Linked DNA regions of Mus musculus: regions 2 and 3 are each linked to region 1. A link is a contact called in public Hi-C and Micro-C data. All regions are on one chromosome and are shown on one strand. Each heading gives the region's core, a stretch centred on a gene start, on an enhancer-like site or on the middle of the called end of the contact. The rest is flanking DNA. Distances are from core to core; before and after follow the strand shown. Region 1 holds the start of Lrp12 (low density lipoprotein-related protein 12). Region 2 holds the start of Zfpm2 (zinc finger protein, multitype 2). Region 3 holds the start of Fzd6 (frizzled class receptor 6).

What was found. Hi-C and Micro-C count contacts between places; a contact is called where the count stands out from the background.
Region 2: a Hi-C map of cardiomyocytes shows a contact between it and region 1, with 4 times the contacts expected there. The contact joins the promoter of Zfpm2 here to the promoter of Lrp12 in region 1. A contact is called at or near these places in 1 of 39 promoter capture datasets (hippocampal neurons), 3 of 484 Hi-C or Micro-C datasets (cardiomyocytes and embryonic stem cells) and 1 of 115 datasets of contacts at active chromatin or transcription factors (astrocytes).
Region 3: a Micro-C map of embryonic stem cells shows a contact between it and region 1, with 5 times the contacts expected there. The contact joins the promoter of Fzd6 here to the promoter of Lrp12 in region 1. A contact is called at or near these places in 1 of 39 promoter capture datasets (stem cell-derived epiblast-like cells) and 1 of 484 Hi-C or Micro-C datasets (embryonic stem cells).

Annotation. Positions count from the first base shown.
Region 1 is chr15:39,942,302-39,945,424 of GRCm38.p6, forward strand. Lrp12 (low density lipoprotein-related protein 12) reads right to left here and starts at 1,693. Exons shown (of 7, transcript NM_172814.4): 1 at 1,303-1,693. The coding sequence starts at 1,381.
Region 2 is chr15:40,653,792-40,657,191 of GRCm38.p6, forward strand. Zfpm2 (zinc finger protein, multitype 2) reads left to right here and starts at 1,251. Exons shown (of 8, transcript NM_011766.5): 1 at 1,251-1,792. The coding sequence starts at 1,753.
Region 3 is chr15:39,004,806-39,007,975 of GRCm38.p6, forward strand. It overlaps Fzd6 (frizzled class receptor 6), which reads left to right and starts at 1,475. Exons shown (of 7, transcript NM_001162494.1): 1 at 1,475-1,627; 2 at 2,420-2,758. The coding sequence starts at 2,582. Gm26704 (a long non-coding RNA gene) reads right to left here and starts at 2,264. Exons shown (of 2, transcript XR_875317.3): 1 at 1,257-2,264.

The DNA.
Region 1 (3,123 bases), core at 443-2,942:
ATTCATTATATTTTTCATATAATGAGAATTCTCAAGGTTTGAAAGTTACCATCATATTTAATTCCACAGATAAATACTTTCGAGATAGGGTTTCTCTGTATAGCCCTGGCTGGCTGTCCCAGAACTCACTCTGTAGACCAGGCTGGCCTCGAACTCAGAAATCCGCCTGCCTCTGCCTCTGCCTCCCAAGTGCTGGGATTAAAGACAAATACTTTCAAAAGAGGTGCTACCATATGCTGGGGAATTATATGCTACAGAAACCACCGCCACTATACTACTGAATTAGTATTTGTGGCAAATGAAGTGGACTTTTTATAAGTAAAAATACCCGCCCCCCCCCCCGTAGCTTCTGTTTGTTTTTCTGGAGAAATCAAACCATTACTCCAAAATGGAAATGTTAATTGTGTTCTCTGCAATATCCATTCAAGGAGTTAACTCATGAGAACTAAGAATGGTGAAGTCAGAGCCCAAGCTGAGGTCTCAGTGGTGAGCAGTCCTCTTAATTTCCTTTAGTTCTAGTTCATACAAAGCACGGTCGTGACACACAATCAGACTGCAATCCGTAAAGTAGTGTCCCTAACCAGATCGCAGACCGGAATGAGGCAAGAGTCACAACAGCATCAGAGGGCACAGATGAAATGATAAGTGAACTGGGAGTCAAGGCAGACTTGTACGTCCCAATAGAGAAAGACTGAGGTGGGGCTGGAAACTATTTTCTGGCCTTCTCTCCAGTGCAGCTACTGGGGAACGAGATCCTACACGCCCGAGACCCACAGAGCCCCAGGCGCAGAGGTGGAGGGGTGGGAAGGAAGCAATCGGGGTGCTTTTGGAGGGAATGGGGACTAAGAGAGATGGGCACGACAGCAATTTCACTGAGAAGAGAACTTCCTGCCTCGGGAAGGATCTGGGACAGGACCGTCCCGGAGGCGACCTCCCCTTCGTAGTCTCACGGTCACATCTTTGTGCGCGAGGACTGTACAGCCGGCAGCGAGCGCTAGAGGAGCGAGCCGCCGGGGGCCTCGCGCCGGGCTGGGGAGTTTTCCCGCACGCCGTCGCTCCGCAGGGACCCCTGGCTCGGACCGGCCCGCCTCCATCGCTCCGAAGGATCGGCGGCGGCCAGAGGACCCCAGCATCCCCGCGGGCAGACAACCCTCCCCGCACCATCCCGCGTGGGTCTTTGTCCCGTCGGCAACCCAGGTCTCCCCGGGTCGCCCAAGCACAGCCCGTCCTGGAGGCCCGGGGGGCCCCCGGGGTCGCCCCAGCTTTGTTCGGTCAGAGGGGCGCAGGGAGGTGGACACTTACCGTACACCCCAGCGAGGAAAAGCAAGAGCCACGCCGACCCCCGCCGCTGAGACTCTTTTGTGCTCCAGCGACGGGCCATACCCACGGCAGATGGAGGGAGCGAGGAGATGGAGGAGGAGGAGCTGGGGCCAGACGCCGCCGCCGCCGAGCCCCTGGCTGCTCCCTGCGCGCTCCGCGGCGGCGGAGGGGGAGGGGCGGGGCCGCCCGCGCGCGCTCCCTCCCGCCGGCCCTGCGTCGGTCGCGCGAGCCCCTAGCGGGCCGGCCTTCCCGGGGGCAGGGACGCGCAGCGCGCGCGCCAGCCGCAGGCGACAGGGCCGGCAACTGCGGGGCTCCGGCCTCGCGCCGCACAACCAGCCGGCGCCGCCACCCGCCAGACTGAGCGCGAGCCGGCACCGGCGCTCATCCGTGCACTCGGCAATCCCCTGGCCCGCCTGTCTTGGTTCCCGCCCCGCGCTTCCCTGGACTCGGCCGAGCTCGGGCGGATTTCGCCGCGCCTGGAGCCGGAGTAGCGAGGCAGTGCCAATCGATGTGCGAGCACGCGAACGCCGGCCGCTGGGTTCCAGGGGCTCGAGGGCTGGAGTGGGGAGTAAGGAGGGGGGAGCGGGACGGCGGGGATGTGCTCTGACCGAGCTCCGCCGCAGTCCCCGGCCTTGGTGTTGTGCCCTCCCCGGAGATCCTCTAGGCTGATGAGCTACGCGTGGAGGGAAGAGGGGTGGGAACTTAGAAGTCCGTTGCTAAGACCCCCGACCTTGCCGGCTCCGCTTGAATTTGGCTCTGAAAGAGTGAATGGGTCGTAGGTCCCTGTGGATAACCTGATGTAGAATCTCAGCCAAAGGATCTGGGGATACATCCGGCCGGGCTACAGGGTCTGTGCTTCTAATCTGGCAGGGAAGACGCAGGAGACCCTTTTGACACTCGGGTGGGGTGGAGTGGACCTGGGACGTGGAAAGAGGGATATCCCTGACCCCCCCCCGCCCCCCCCCGCCCTAAGCCTCTTCTCAGCTCCTAACAAGTATGACACTTCTTTCCCTTAAGTACCCATAGAGCTTCTGTCTGTAGTGACACACTGGCACTTCCACCTTTTTAAAGTGTCGTCTGCACTGTTTTGCCTGCTGTCCTTGCCATTTACAGGCACTGTCCACTATTCGCTGAAGATCAGCAGTGCCCTATGCTGTACTGTTGACACAGGCTATCTTTGTTTCCCGACAATCTTGTGAGATGAATATTATCCACGTTTTAGATAAGCTAATGAGACTCAAAGAGGTTAAATTATCCCAAAGGAGTTATCAAGTAAATCTACGGACTTTGTTTCCCCCATCCCAAAGTCAAGCACTTTCACACTAGCAGGAAACTCAAGCAAAATGCTTAGTACCCATCAGTTACATTAAATTTTAGTATATGCCTGGGGAGGTACATTAGAGTTTTCCTGTATCTCTTGCTTATTTGACCCTTTAGTGACCCCCTGAAATTATATGTCAGAAGAGAAAAGTTAATGCTTAAGAAATCTTTTACAAGATGGCAATAAACAAAAGTCCTGAACCGGGATTTTTTTTTTCTATTCTTTTTTGAGAACACAGCAATTTTGTTGTTCCTGATTCTGCAATCAGCAGATATGATTCCTTGTTTTATGACACTACACTCTGATCGCTGTTTTTGTTTGTTTGTTTGTTTTGTTTTTTGTTTTTTCCCAGAGCTTTTTCTGTTCATTGAATTTGTGTCAGGCCACAAACACAATGAAAAAGTAGACTGTACTGCATTCGTCTCCCACCCCATCACTTTCAGTACCATTCAAGGAACTCTGTCCCAAGAGGAGACACATGG
Region 2 (3,400 bases), core at 1-2,500, 710 kb after region 1:
ACTTCACAGGAGTTTATTAGTAAATAATGATACATAAAGTAGCTGATTCCACACAACCCCATCCCTTCAGCACACCGGAAAGAATTGCATTTTGTACTCACCCTATGCAAAACTGTGGGAACCTAAGCTAACCTTGCTCACCTTAATTTTACAAAAACAATCCTATGCAATCCCCTCAAAATAATGTTCTCTTGTGCCTTACCATTTCTCAAACCGTAAGCATACATTGAATAAATAAGAAAGACACAGAACTCAATAAACCAAAGAACCAGGAAATAGTTGTTGGGTCTTACCTGATTGAAAAATTAGGACAAGATCAAATCTTTTATTAGCTCCACGGTGCTTCCCTGTGGCAGAACTAGGAGAATGGAAGGTCATGGGGGCAGGGTGGAGCTGCAGAACTTCCACAGACTTCATAAAAAGTTAGTATTTCCTATTAGAGATGATAGTTCCCTTCCTACCTACAACGAATAATCTAGCTAACCTTCGTCCTTTTGGATGTGAGAAAAATATCTGCCTGACTTCCGATTCCGGGATTTTACTATTTCAAATGGAAACTCAAGCAAGATGCAGAAAAGCACTTTGAGCGCAGCTCATCACCCGACTCTTGTGGGCCTAGTGGGGGATGGTCCGGGTCCGCAGCAGTCTCCTGGGAACTCTGACAGCGATGAAATGGTCTCCTGAGAGCCCAGGCAGATGAGAGGACTTAACGGGCCCCAAGACACACAGTTGGCATTTGTGATCAGCTGGCTTTCGCTGGGGACTTTGCCAGTGGCCTAACCTTCCTGCCAAGAAACTGTGAGGGCGGAGGGCAGGGGCTCCAGGAGGGGAGCAGTAACTGGAAGCACAAAGTTTATGGAAGGAGACTGAGATTTCTTTGTGCCCTGCTAGATGGGCGAGGCATTAGGGAGGAGAGTTAGAGGGTCCATTGGAAGAGGCTGTTGGAAGAAGTTGCTGGAAGGGGAGCGGGGGAAGGGTGGCCTGGCAGCTGCCCAGCATTGACGCGGTGACAAATGCAGAAGGTGGCCCCCTCCAAACCTCACGTCTCCCCCCACCCCATCAACCCCTTCAACTCCCACCCACGCCGCGATCCCCTTGCACTCCACGCGACCGAGGCCGGGCTGTGAGTTTGCATCCGGACTGGCTTTGGATGCAGCCAATCCTCCTTTCGCTGATGGCATAGTCTCCCCTCCCCACAGCCCGGGCGCGCCCCTCCCTCGCGCGCCTCGCCACCTCCCGCAGCAGTGCGAGCGCGGCGCGGCCCGGAGCGGCAGCGGCGGCGCCTGAGTCTCTGCCCGGCAGCCGGGGACACGGAGAGCGAGCGCGCGCCTCCTCCCGCACCCTCCGCCCCTCGCAGCCCGGGTCCCCCTGCGCTCTCTCCTCCCCTCCCTCCTTCTCTTCCTTCTCTTACCCCTCCACCCCCTTCTTCCCCTTTTCTCTCTGCCTGGCCGATCGCTCCTAGATTCCCATCCTCCCCCCCACAGCCCCATCGCTCTATCCGTCGCCCCCTCCCCTCTTCCCTGTCACACTCTCTCTGCCCCTTGCTCGGCCTCTCATTTGCTTGCTCATCTCCAAACGTGGATCCGCCGCTCCCGGAGGAGCCTAGCTCCGGGATCCCGAGCGCACGGAGCACCTGGAGTCCGACCGGCGGCGGCCCGAGCCTGCCCAGAGGCAGAGGCGGCGACAACCCAGGGAACCGTAGCGGGAACCGCAGACACCGCAGGAACCCCAGCGGCAGCGGCCGCGGCCGAAATGTCCCGGCGAAAGCAGAGTAAACCCCGGCAGATCAAACGTAAGTTTGCGCGCGGGACTGGGAGTTGGTGGGATCGGTTCCTGGGAGAGGGGCGCACGCGGAGGGAAAGATGGGAGACACTCGGGGAGATCCGCTCCTAGTCCTCGAGATTTGTCAAACTTTGCAAGCTATCAGGGAAAACCAGACGGCCGCAGACAGATGCACAGCCAGTTGGAGCGCCGGGCAGCCGCAGCCCAGTGTTTCTCCAACCTTCGCGCTCCCGGGTTCTCGGTTATTTCAACTCTGGTTTGCTGCAATCGTCGCCCTTTTTATGCTGAAATCTAACAGGACAATCCGCTCCCGCAGAGCTTAGTATGATTGTTGTCCTTGTTGTTGTCCTGGCGGTTGGCCTACCACTCTTGGGAGCATGTCTTGGTAACCCGGGATGAAGTTCTCAGAGCTGGTGGAGGCCACCGGGCTAGGGAGGTAACTTCCCCAGTGCGGTGGAAAATCAGTGTCTGGGGACCCAGTCCTGGGCGGTACCAAACGCTTTGCCAAACCCGAAGTGAAACAAAAAGTAGGTGTAAAAGTTCGCGCCTCTGTTGGAGACAGCCGCGCACCCCCTCCCTGCCTGCCGCGCACCCCCTCCCTGCCTGCCGCGGTATTGGGCTGCACCCGGGGACTTCGGGTGGGTCCCACTCACGGCGCCTGGACACTGTGTAGGGCGGGCTTCAGTTTGCCACTGGTCAAGGAGCGGAGTCCCCACTGGGAGGGGCCTCCTTTGCTTCTGGGCTCACAGGATTTGAGTTCAAGGTAGCCCATACTCTGGTGCTGTTCCTAGTTCCTGACCCCTACCCCTGGGTCCCTGGGTGCGGGTCCCTGCGGTGCCAGAGACACCTGCCTGCCAGAAATCCACAATCTCACTAAATTCTTCTAGGCCAACTTTTTTCACCTTAGGAAAATTATTCCTGTGTGTTCGATAGGCCTGCAATATATCTTCAATCCTTTAATCTAAAAAAAGTTAAAGGCCTTATTAATTTGAAGAAGATGATGATGATGATAATAATAACAATAATATTTTATGAGTTCTGTGATGTATTTCTGATTTTCCGTGTTGTTGAGGATCTGGCTACTCGTTTAAAACTAATTATCATGTAATTTTAGTATATTGCTTTAGTATTACCCTTACCTCATAGGTACCCTACATGCAAGTCAGAATTTCTTTTTGGTGTAGTTTAAAAATAAATCTTATCATACAACTTGTCCTTGAGATTGGGGGCAGGCTATACATAGCTTGCTACAGTTGATTATTCAATATGCATAATATAGTACACTCACACTCCCTGCCTCTCAGATGTAATTCCCTGGCTTTAACTCAGTGGATTTCTGTCCCTGTGTGCCAGTTCTCAGTCTAAACAACTTATTTCAAACCAAGGAGTGGACCTCACTTTTGGCGGAAAGCCTACCTAATCCTGTGGCAACACTGTCCTGGAAGACTTTCACTTTTTGGGTTCTCTGTGCCATCTAATTACCTTCTCCGTTTTGATGCTGAGTTGATCAGAGCCTTTTGTTTACATTGTACAGTTTATTGTACCAAATGATGTTTAGTATAAAAAAGTGGTTAGAAACATTAAATGCAAATGGTTTTAGTTCATGACTGTCGCCTAG
Region 3 (3,170 bases), core at 225-2,724, 940 kb before region 1:
TTTCTTCTTCTGTATTTCAACCAACAGCTCTCACTTTGTATTCCAGGCTGACATTCAGTTCGCTCTGAAACCTCGGTTGGTCTTGAATTTGAGATCCTTCTGTCTTGGCCTTTCAAGTACTGCAATTCCAGGCCTGTGCCACCACACTCAGCTGAGATATATTCCTTCTATATAGAAACTTAACATTTTTCTGAGAAATATTCTTCCCACGTAGAAGGTTAATTTTCTACATAGAAAACATCTTACATAGAAACCCATTTTTCAATACATAAACTGTCTGACTTTTAATAATATTAAGATTAAGACAATTAGTATTAACATTTCTTTAACATGGTCTCGTCCTTTACAGTTGTCCTAAGCTTTTTTTTGTTTAGTTTTGTTTTCAAGGCAGGGTTTCTCTGTGTAGCCTAGCTGTCTGGGAACTCAAAGGTCTGCCTGCTTCTGCCTCCTGAGTGCTGGGACTGAAGATGTGTGCAACCATGACCGGCTTGTCCTAAGTTTTTTGATAAAGCTGGGAAAGAGTTCTCCAAAATTCATCTCTAGTTGATGTTTCCAGATTTCAAATCTTGTCTGGTTATTCGGTGGTGTCCCAAGTACTGAAATGTGACATTTTTCAGCAGCACAGTGATTCAGCTAACAGCAGTCTCCATTTAAAAGTTATTTTACAGGCTGGGACTGTAGCTTAACATAGTAGGCATGCTAGTACCAGTATGCACAAGACCCTGGGTTCTATCCCCATTAGGAACAAGAAGAAGAAGAAAAGAGGAAGAAGAGGAGGAGGAGGAAAGAAGAAGAAAGAAGAAGAAGAAGAAGAAGAAGAAGAAGAAGAAGAAAAAGAAGAAGAAGAAGAAGAAAGAAAGAAAGAAAGAAAGAAGAGAAGACACTTTGTGTTTGCCAACAAGTTCCTTTGTACCTCATACCAGAGTCCTACATATCAGGCATTATTGAATGTAAAGGACTCAAAAATTAGTAACCATTCTTGTATTCATTTATCATGTCTACATAGAGAGGACTCTACACATCCCCACGCCCCTTTTTGGTAATTTATCTGAAGTGATGGTGGCAGAGCTGGTTCTCAAAACCACGTTGACTAAAGCAGTTAACTTTCTGTGGGGCTTTTGCAGCAGTAAAGCTGTAGAACCGGCCGAAGCTGGCACCTGCCGTTCAAGGTGGTGGCCAGACTCCCCGAGTTAATAGGCTTTTCAGCCAAGAACTCAGGAAGTTCCTCGCTAACTCTGATCTCAGCTACCACTCACTACAGAGCAGATCCCCGCGGCTAAGGCTCCTCGCTTCCAGAACGGAAAGTGTGCTCTGCAGGGCACTTCCCCAACGGCCTGGGTCTCACGCCTGGGTCCGCGGTGCGAGCGGAGGCGACAGCTCGGCGGCCCCCGCACCGCGGCCGGCTGGGCTGGGCGGGGCGCAGGGCCGGTCCCGCCGCCGCGAGCCCCAACCTGCCCGCCCGACCTGGCGGCGCAGTCTCGCGGGATCGCCCAGCTCTCGCTCCCCGTTGCGGCCCCGGAGGCGGTCGAGGCCCGGACGCTGCCCCCCACCGAAAGCTCGCCCCGGCTGTCTGGGGTGGCGGGGCCGCGCGACGCCGAGGGACAGCCACCTTCCTCTGCCGCCCGAGGTGAGGCGTCCCCGGCCCGACGGGGCGGGCGGGCAGCGGCCGGGATCGGAGCCGCAGGTGCGTCGCCTCGGAGTCCCACGCAACTCCTGGAAAGTGACTCTGGGTCCCCGCAGGCCGGGGACGGAGCTGCTCGGCTGCAGGCCGGGAACAGGTGCCCGACGCGGGACCCCGGGGGCTCAGGGGAGCCTCCCGCAGTCCCCATGAGCTGACCGTGGAAGGTTTGCGCTGGGTGGAATTCGGGGTACAGGGGGCACGGGGTGAGCGCGTTGAAGGGGAAAGTGCTGGAGGTGAAGAAGCGCAAAGGAGTCACCACCCAGGCCCACTCTTCCTAGGGGGACCTCGCTCAACCCCAGCAGACTGATTTTCGCCTTTGCGAAAACAGGAAAGGCACATCCGCAGAAGTCTGCGATTGTAGAGAGAGCTAAAGTTGAAGAACTCTGTCTGGGTCACTTGTCCTCATTTTCCCCATATAGTGAGATGGCCAAGGGGCCCCTAGACCCCCTTTCTTCTAACCACCATCACCCCTTTCCTCGCTCCAACTTGCTTATGCCGTGCCTCCTCTTACCCGGTGTTTTAGACAGTATAACCCTTCATCAGCAGTTCCCTAGAATTGAGGCTTCCTTAGCAAAGTGATACATCCGCGCCCGGGCAGGTGGATATGTCTCTTGCTAGGATGGAATTTTCCACATTTTTTTCTTTCTTTGTAGCATTAGTTACCTAGCATGACATTTGACTTGGATTTGACTTTGTGACGAATGTTACTGATAACACACTTTGGGTTTGTTTTTACAGCAGTTGCCCCAGAATTCATTTTCAGGAAACAGCTTCTATCAAAATGGTACAAAGAATGCAATGAGGAATTTGTACATTTTATCTCTGATTTGAGAATCTTTTTGATGCGGAAAGGAGCATAAGAATAATCCAAGCCATGTGGTAAAATCGGAGTCTGGCAAGATGGAAAGGTCCCCGTTTCTGTTGGCGTGCATTCTTCTGCCCCTCGTAAGAGGACACAGCCTTTTCACCTGTGAGCCAATCACCGTTCCCAGATGTATGAAAATGACTTACAACATGACGTTCTTCCCTAACCTGATGGGTCATTATGACCAGGGGATCGCTGCTGTGGAAATGGGGGTGAGTGGATTTTCATGCCTATATTGAAAATTAGTTTATACGTAGTATTTTTCTCTTAACTATTACTTTTTAATCTTTAAACATAGTTTTTTTCCCAATCATATTTTTTAAAGTAGTTTTGAACATTAAGTTCCCCTCCTCCCGCTGTCATATTTTGTCTACAGTTGGACGGTTAGTTAATTTGCTTATAAAAAGGTTGCATTCATAATGAAGGGTGCTTACAGATAATAAAAATATTTTGCTTTTTTGAATTTGTGTCATTGCTTCTCCAAGACTGTGATTTCTGAATTTTTAAATTTTTAATATTTATTTGTTTGTTTGATTTTTCAAGATAAGGGTTCTTCTCTGTGTAGTCCTGGCTGTCCTGGAACTCACTCTCTAGACCAGGCTGGCCTCAAAACTCAGAGATCCA